Regions from separate parts of the Mus musculus genome. Here region 2 is linked to region 1. Evidence: chromatin contacts called from public promoter capture Hi-C data. All regions are on one chromosome and are shown on one strand. Each heading gives the region's core, a stretch centred on a gene start, on an enhancer-like site or on the middle of the called end of the contact. The rest is flanking DNA. Distances are from core to core; before and after follow the strand shown.

Region 1 (3,378 bases), core at 471-2,970:
AGGAAGCTTCCCTGACACAGACGTTTAGCATCTTCACAGCCTTAGTGTCTCATTTGGAGCACCCATTCTTTGTAACTACGCATCTGTTCCCACGACTCTGATTGATGTCACGCTCCCTTGCTAAATGGACATCTCCCGAAGTTGGTGCCATGCCAGCTTTTATGTATCAGTGTGTCTCTGGTATTTACCGTGGTGCCCGGCATGTACTATTTGTTGGGTAAATAAATGAATGTCCCAGAGGCAGGAATTCTGCTACCAGTGATCATGTGGCTAACAGCACCAATTAACAGGCAACCATGCCCCCGAGGGGAGAAGAGGGAGGCAGAGAGGTGACCTGAGGTAGCTTCCAGTTTGCCAGGAACCAGCCCAGATGCCATTATAACCAGCAGTAGTAACAGTAAAAAGCACGGGGGTCTTCCCATCCACCAGCACTGCTCCCTGCCAAGCTGAGCAATCCTAGGAAGGGGGTCCTTCCCTTCCCTCCCACACCCTAGTGCTCTGGTCAAGAGCTCACTGCTGACATATGGTAGAGTCAAGATGGGAGATCAAGGCTTCTTGTTCCCCAAGTTCAACCTTTGGATGTGGGCATACAAATGAATAATAGGCTTGCTGCATTTTTTAAAAACTCACTCCAGTTGCCACATGGGACACTGGAGCTGAGCCTCTGCTCCCACAAAAGCTGTCAGTCACCCATGCACTCATGTGACATGTATGTACACACGCGCGCACACACACACACACACACACACCAGCTCTGGATTTAAACACAACCATATCCTCATCGACGTTCATGGGGGAATCTGTTTGCATCCCTGCGATGGCCTGCATGGCCTGGAACATGCGTTCTGGGATAGGAAAGCAGATCCCCTGGGACCTGCCCCGCCCCCCCACCCAACCTGGTCTGATCTGAACTAGGATCGCCCTGAGTTCTGCAGTTCCTCTCTCTGCCACCAGGAGGCAGCACTAAGCGGCCCCAAGAAGGGCTTCAGTGAGGACTAGAGCGCCTTTGCTAGAGACTCCTCACCTGCAGGAGTGCTGTGTCCCACCCACCCAGTCCTGCAATGGAAGAATGGGACCGGTGGATCTGTGAGGCGCCTGGCAGAGAAGCAGGTGAGCGGAGTTGTTACCTGCCTGGCCTTTGGGAGGAGCCTGGGGTAGCTTTCCCAGAGTCTGCCCGCAGTGTGTGTACATCTCACTGGAGGCGCCCCCCGGCACCCCCTGCCTGCTTAGTCTCTAACAAAGGAGGTAAGGCAGACGACTGACTTTGGAAAGAAAAGGCCTAGAAATGTCACGGTGTAGAGAGAAGGGACCGTGGGGACCCTCAGAGCCCCGGGGCACTTGGAATCTTCTAGAGTAGTGTGATCCAGTCCCAGCTCTGACACTTTTCTAGTCCTATGAGACGGTGCCTTAGTTTCTTTCTATGTAAAATAGGAGGGGGGGGGAAGCAGTGAACTTGCCAGGCATCCGATTTAAAGGGCTGTGCACCCTAAGTGCCCTGTCAGGGAAGGGGAGGAAGAGAGAAAGGCATCCAATTACCGAAGTCCAGACCCTTCTGGGAGATCATGGCCACGAAGCCAGGGTCGGTGGCGGCTGTCAGGGCTGTGCCAATGATGGCCAGCAGCAACAGGGCTGACCATTTCCGCACGTTGTCAGGGGCCCAGGTCATGTCCTCTAGGGCAGCCCAAACCACAAGGCCTCGGATGGGAACCTGAGACCTATAAAGAAGCCTTCTGGGGAAGGGCAGGGCAGTAGTAGAAAGAGGAAGGAGGAAGGCAGCCGTGGGGGCGGGAGGGGGAGGGCAGCTGCGGTTCCCCATCAACGTTGGGGACCAGTCCAGGGGCTGCCCCAGTGGAGCCTAGAGGTCTGTGCGAGCATGGGCATGTGCGCATGTGCTGTGCACGTGCACGCGCCCACCCATGCCAGCACGCGCGAGCCTGTTGAGACCTGTGGCTCTGGGACGGATTCCTCTTCCTAAGCAGTCCATCCTTTTCTTGCGTCCTCCTCGCCTCATGTAAGGCTTTCTTTCAAGCTGGGTGGTGACCACACGGAGACTCCCTGTCTCTAGTTCCTATCCCTTTGGTTGTATCCGTAGTAAATTGTTTAAAAAACGGGACCTTTGGAGGTGTCCCCCATCCCAGGCTGCAGGGGTACTTTTTTAGTGCTCTAATTCTGGAGTCTTGTCCTTGGCATCTCAGCTACTCTTTAAGGCTGGTCTCAGCCTCTCTGTGCTTCTCTGTGCCTCGGTTTCCTCTCCTATAGAGTGGTGGTGGGGGGTGGGGGGGGACTATCACCTTCGCCCCTAGCTTACTGTGAGGACAGGATGGCCTTCCAGTAGGGAAAGCAGGCATAGTGTGCCTTGCGAGAAAGAGAATCCAGATGGGAGCCTTAACCGGAACTTCAGAAATAAATACGAGAATCAGTTACATGGACTCGTCTCCAAGACACAACACCAAACATATTTTAATTTTCGCCTGTCCCATTTTTTTTTTCCTGGCAAGCATAGATAGTTAGTTCTGCCTGTTTGTTTTCCTATCAGACATGGGATCCTATTGGTTAGCCCGGGAAAGTTCCCTTTCTCTGAATACATTCTCCCCCGGCTTTCAATATTCCATCGTTTCCTAAACCCAGTTTTCTTAACCAGATATCTGTTTTCACACATTTCACCCCTCCTTCTCAGGGACCAGGATTTGAGGCTTCTGAGGGGACAGTAGGCTTCTCTTAGAGCCAAGATACTTCTAACACCATCAGGAGCAGGAGGCGCTAAGCTGGAGGGGCAAGGTGGGAACCCCCACCCCCATCCCTCCCCTCCTGCAATCTAGTTCAGCTTTGCATGCAGGGCTGTGAAGTTCTGCAGCAGCCTCAGGCCCCGAGTGGGAGTGGCCCGGTCTCCATGGTGAACAGAGGGGGCTGGACTTCAGAGGCTCAAGGTTTCTCACGCCCCACCCCAATCCCCTGGATTTTATGGAAGTCTAAAAATCGGGATCCTCCTATCCTCCTGAGGGCTCATTTCCTTTCTTCCTTCTTTCCTTGTTTCCTTTCTTTCTTCCTTCCTTCCTTCCTTTTTTTTCCCTCATCACTTCTTTCTAAGCAGATCCTCCTGCTATCTGCCCAGCTAGGAGACATTGCCTTCCAAACATCGGAAGAAACACAGAGCTGTGTACACAGGACCTGCCAGATATTGCTCCTCCTATGCAATGATATTTGTAAAGGACCCTGCTTTCAAGAGGCGGTGAAGGGGAGACGCCAGGAATTCTTACCCCTGGGTTTTCGCCCTCTGGATCTCCCTCAGAACATTTCTTCTGCACCCGAGGCAGCTGGGATCCATGACCTGTCATAAAATGCCATTTTCAGAAAATAATCCTGGACACCTTCCCATTC
Region 2 (3,378 bases), core at 644-3,143, 700 kb after region 1:
GATCTTGTGCGGCTGAGATGGTACTGTTCCGACTTGGTCCAGATCAGAATGTGGTGCCTACGCCCATATCTCGAGGGTTGCTCCCCTCTTCCCCCCTCCTCTCCCACCCGCCGGTAGTGGGACAGGGGCAAAGGGGCTGGGAAGGGAACTGATATCTTCATCATTGTCGGTGCTGCTTTTCTGGGGGCCTACCGGCCCCTCACTGACCTTGGCAAGTGCTCCTCTGACGAGGGAACACAGGGGACCCCCCATTCCTGCGCGGCACTGGCTCCCATGCTGGTCGAGAAGCACAGGAGCACCTGATGACACGGCCGCCCAGGGCTGGGAGCTGGGGCCTCAGTTGGGGGCTCGCTGCCTGCGCTCCCCCAGCACCTGCCGCCCGGTCCGGGACACCGTGTGCGCCAGCTTCTGCAGGGAGTACCTGAACACCTGCGGTGAGAGACCCAGGACCCACCCTTAGAGAAGTACCCATGATCCTGTGTGCTACTGCTGCTACTGCTGCTTGCTGCTGCTGCTTTGCCCGCCCGGCCCCGCCCCCTGCCCCGCCCGCCTGTCCAGCATAGCCTGGAGTGGCGGCCGAGGCACAGCTTGTCCACCAGTCAGGGCAGCTGGAGCTTTTCCAACTGTGCTGAGAGCTGCATGGCTGCAAGCTGATTGGACCCACAACTTAAGTATACCTCACTTCTCGCAATGGGCTGTGTCCCTGGAGGATTTCGAAAAGCGAATCCTACCCAGTAAATGCAGCATTCCAGGAACACCTTGAAGGAAATATGCGATTCCTTTGGCAAAGGATTCCTTTAGCAGGATTCCTGCAAAGGGAGCTCTTGGGGTAGATAGTTTTTTTTTGCACAAAGCGCTTTCTTCCAGTTTGGCTTTAAGAGAAGCACTTTTGCGCGCGATATCGCGCACTCTCTTTTTCCATAAAATGATTTGCCCCTTTCTTTCTTTCTTTCTTTCTTTTTTCTTTTTCTTTCTTTCTTTCTTTTTTTTTTTTTTTTGAAAATGTTCTTTCCCCTTCCGTTTTTGTCCTGCAAGGGGCATTTTTTTCTCTAGTGTGTTTCCAATTCGGTTTTTTTTTTTTTTTTTTTCGTTTCTTTGTTTCTTTTCCAATGCACTTTTATCTAATCCATTTTTCTCCTAGTAAGTGCCTTTGTCTGGCTTATTTTTCCTGCAATGCGCGTTTTCTCTATTTCCTCCCTTTCCCCCTTATTGAGATTCTTTTTGTTATTTTTCCTGAGGAGTGCCATTTTCTAACTTCTTTTTCACCCACCCAAGTGTTATATGTGTGTACATAGTGTATTTAAAAGAAAATTTCCTGCATTGCGCAATTTTTTAAGGTGAAAATTTTCTGTTGTGCGAACTGTAAAGTTTCACAGCACACAAGTGCCCCGCCTCCCTCCTGGGATCGAGCCTGAATATAGCGGGTATTTCTTACCGCGTTGGTCGCGATCGTCCGCAGCGGGCGACCGCCGCACCCCTGAGTCTTTGTTCCCGGCTGGGCGCGGGCGCACTGGGGACAGGGTCTGCGCGAGGATGTGGGCACGGGAACGGGCGGGGACAAATAGTACCACCGCGGCACTTTGGTACACAGGGATTGCGGCAATTGGGATAGGATGGGTTGGGTAGGGGCGGCAATCGCGATATGGATTAAGGGGTCCCGGGGCGCGTTTCGGGTGCCCTCTCCCACCCAAAGCCCGGGTACATACTCACCTGCAGCAGCACGCGGAAGATGTACCAGCCGATGATGAGCAGTTCTGCCGAGGCTGCTGCCACTGCGGCCATGGTTCCGAAAGTGGGTGGGTGGTCGAGAGCAAGGGTTCGCCGAGGTCTACTGGTCTCGGAGTCCGCTGCTGGGCGCAATGCCGCAGCCCCGGTGGCCGTGCCTTAAGTACCCTCTTGCCACCTAAGTGCGCATGCGCGCTTGGGGGATGTTGAGAAGGAGGGGTGATGGGGGGCGCTCCTCATTCGCCAAGAGAGAAAAAAAAATCCCGTCTGTTCTTTCCACACCGACCCCCACCTCCTGAGCCCGCTCTAACACCGTTCCAGAAGATTCTGCTCTGCCCGCTTTTGAAATTCGGTGTAAAATGGAGGGAAGTCGTGGCTCTACAGTGTAGAATGAGGGTAGGGGTGCAAGCCTCTTGGTTCGACACACCCAAGCCTACAAATTCTACATGCCGCGTAACCAGTGCCGCGCCAAAATATACCTTCCATACGGATGGAAAGCCGAAGTTACAGAAGTCTCTCTGAAAGCAAAATGTATACCTTTTTTCTGCATTCCTACTAGTCCGTGAATTTTAAACCCATGCCAGCTGTTTTGTGAGAATCTTTGATCTTTTCTGACTGTTGGTTCCCGCTCTGTCCGGCAGGCGGTAGTGGCTGCGATCCCGAGCTGGACCGGCACTCTTGCTCTTCGTAGCTAAAGCAATTGTATCTACTCTGGGAGGGATGTAGGAAGGATTGGCGTGCTTTGTGTGTGCCAAAGGAGCGAGCTTTATGGAGAAGTAGACCAAATTTTCTGCGGGACAGATACGGACCTCTGTTTTTTGTGCTCCCTTCTCTTAATCCTTAGTAGGTCTGCCTGAGCCAGGGTGGTTCTTTGTATGAGTTCGCTATGCAGCTGGAACACAAAATAGGATTTTGCTACATCCACGTAGGGTTGTGGCTACTGTCTTCTAGTTTCAAAGTAAAGCTTGTGTCCTCTGTTAGCGTTGTCTTATAGATCTTTAGTGAATTGCGATAATGGTAGCAAGACCAAATTGCCATCTGCAAGTAGAAGGTTCCCACGGTCCCAGTGGCTGGAGAAAGTACCTCTCCAGCAAGCCTCCTTGGCACAGAGGCCAAATAGTATTTGCCCCTATTTGGATAGGACATTAATTTTGATTAAATACTTTCATAGACCCATTTCTGTTCAATGTCAGTAAAAGATGGAGGTTTAATGGTCCAACTGAGTTTGGGTATTGTGGTTTTGGTTTTCTTTTTTTAAAAATTTATTTTTCAAAGAAGTTGGCTGGTTTGGGGTAAATGATGCTGAACTATTTGCAAAAGGCAAACAATGGTTCAGGCTGCTTTCTACTGTATCTTCCCATAGCTTGCCAGGATCTGAGGTTCCATTGCCTAGCCTCTCCAGGTCGGCAGTGCACAGATAACTGTTGTAAAATTGGCATACTCCACCACACTCAGTAGCAGCAAGATGTGAGACTAGATACAGAGCCTTTCCTTACCACACGGTGGCACAACACCAAGCCCATGGTGTCCTGTGGCAGCCACAGGGCGGTATTGTGAGGTCTGGGACCTTTGAGGACGGGCTGCAGCCCCAGGAGGCGATACATGATCTCTGCTGGGCAGGGCCCAGGCAAAGCCAGCCCACTGTGGGGACCG

What was found. Capture Hi-C pulls out chosen DNA fragments and counts their contacts.
Region 2: a contact with region 1 is called in a promoter capture Hi-C map of adipose tissue. The contact joins the promoter of Nnat here to the promoter of Bpi in region 1. A contact is called at or near these places in 4 of 39 promoter capture datasets (the C10 cell line, the HPC-7 cell line and liver) and 1 of 9 other capture datasets (adipose tissue).

Annotation. Positions count from the first base shown.
Region 1 is chr2:158,256,583-158,259,960 of GRCm38.p6, reverse strand. It overlaps Bpi (bactericidal permeablility increasing protein), which reads right to left and starts at 1,720. Exons shown (of 15, transcript NM_001356542.1): 1 at 1,537-1,720. The coding sequence starts at 1,666. Gm34571 (a long non-coding RNA gene) reads left to right here and starts at 982. Exons shown (of 3, transcript XR_866913.1): 1 at 982-1,110.
Region 2 is chr2:157,558,593-157,561,970 of GRCm38.p6, reverse strand. Nnat (neuronatin) reads right to left here and starts at 1,893. Exons shown (of 3, transcript NM_010923.3): 1 at 1,711-1,893; 2 at 678-758; 3 at 1-429. The coding sequence starts at 1,782. The coding sequence ends at 337. The region is part of intron 1 of Blcap (bladder cancer associated protein); the gene reads left to right.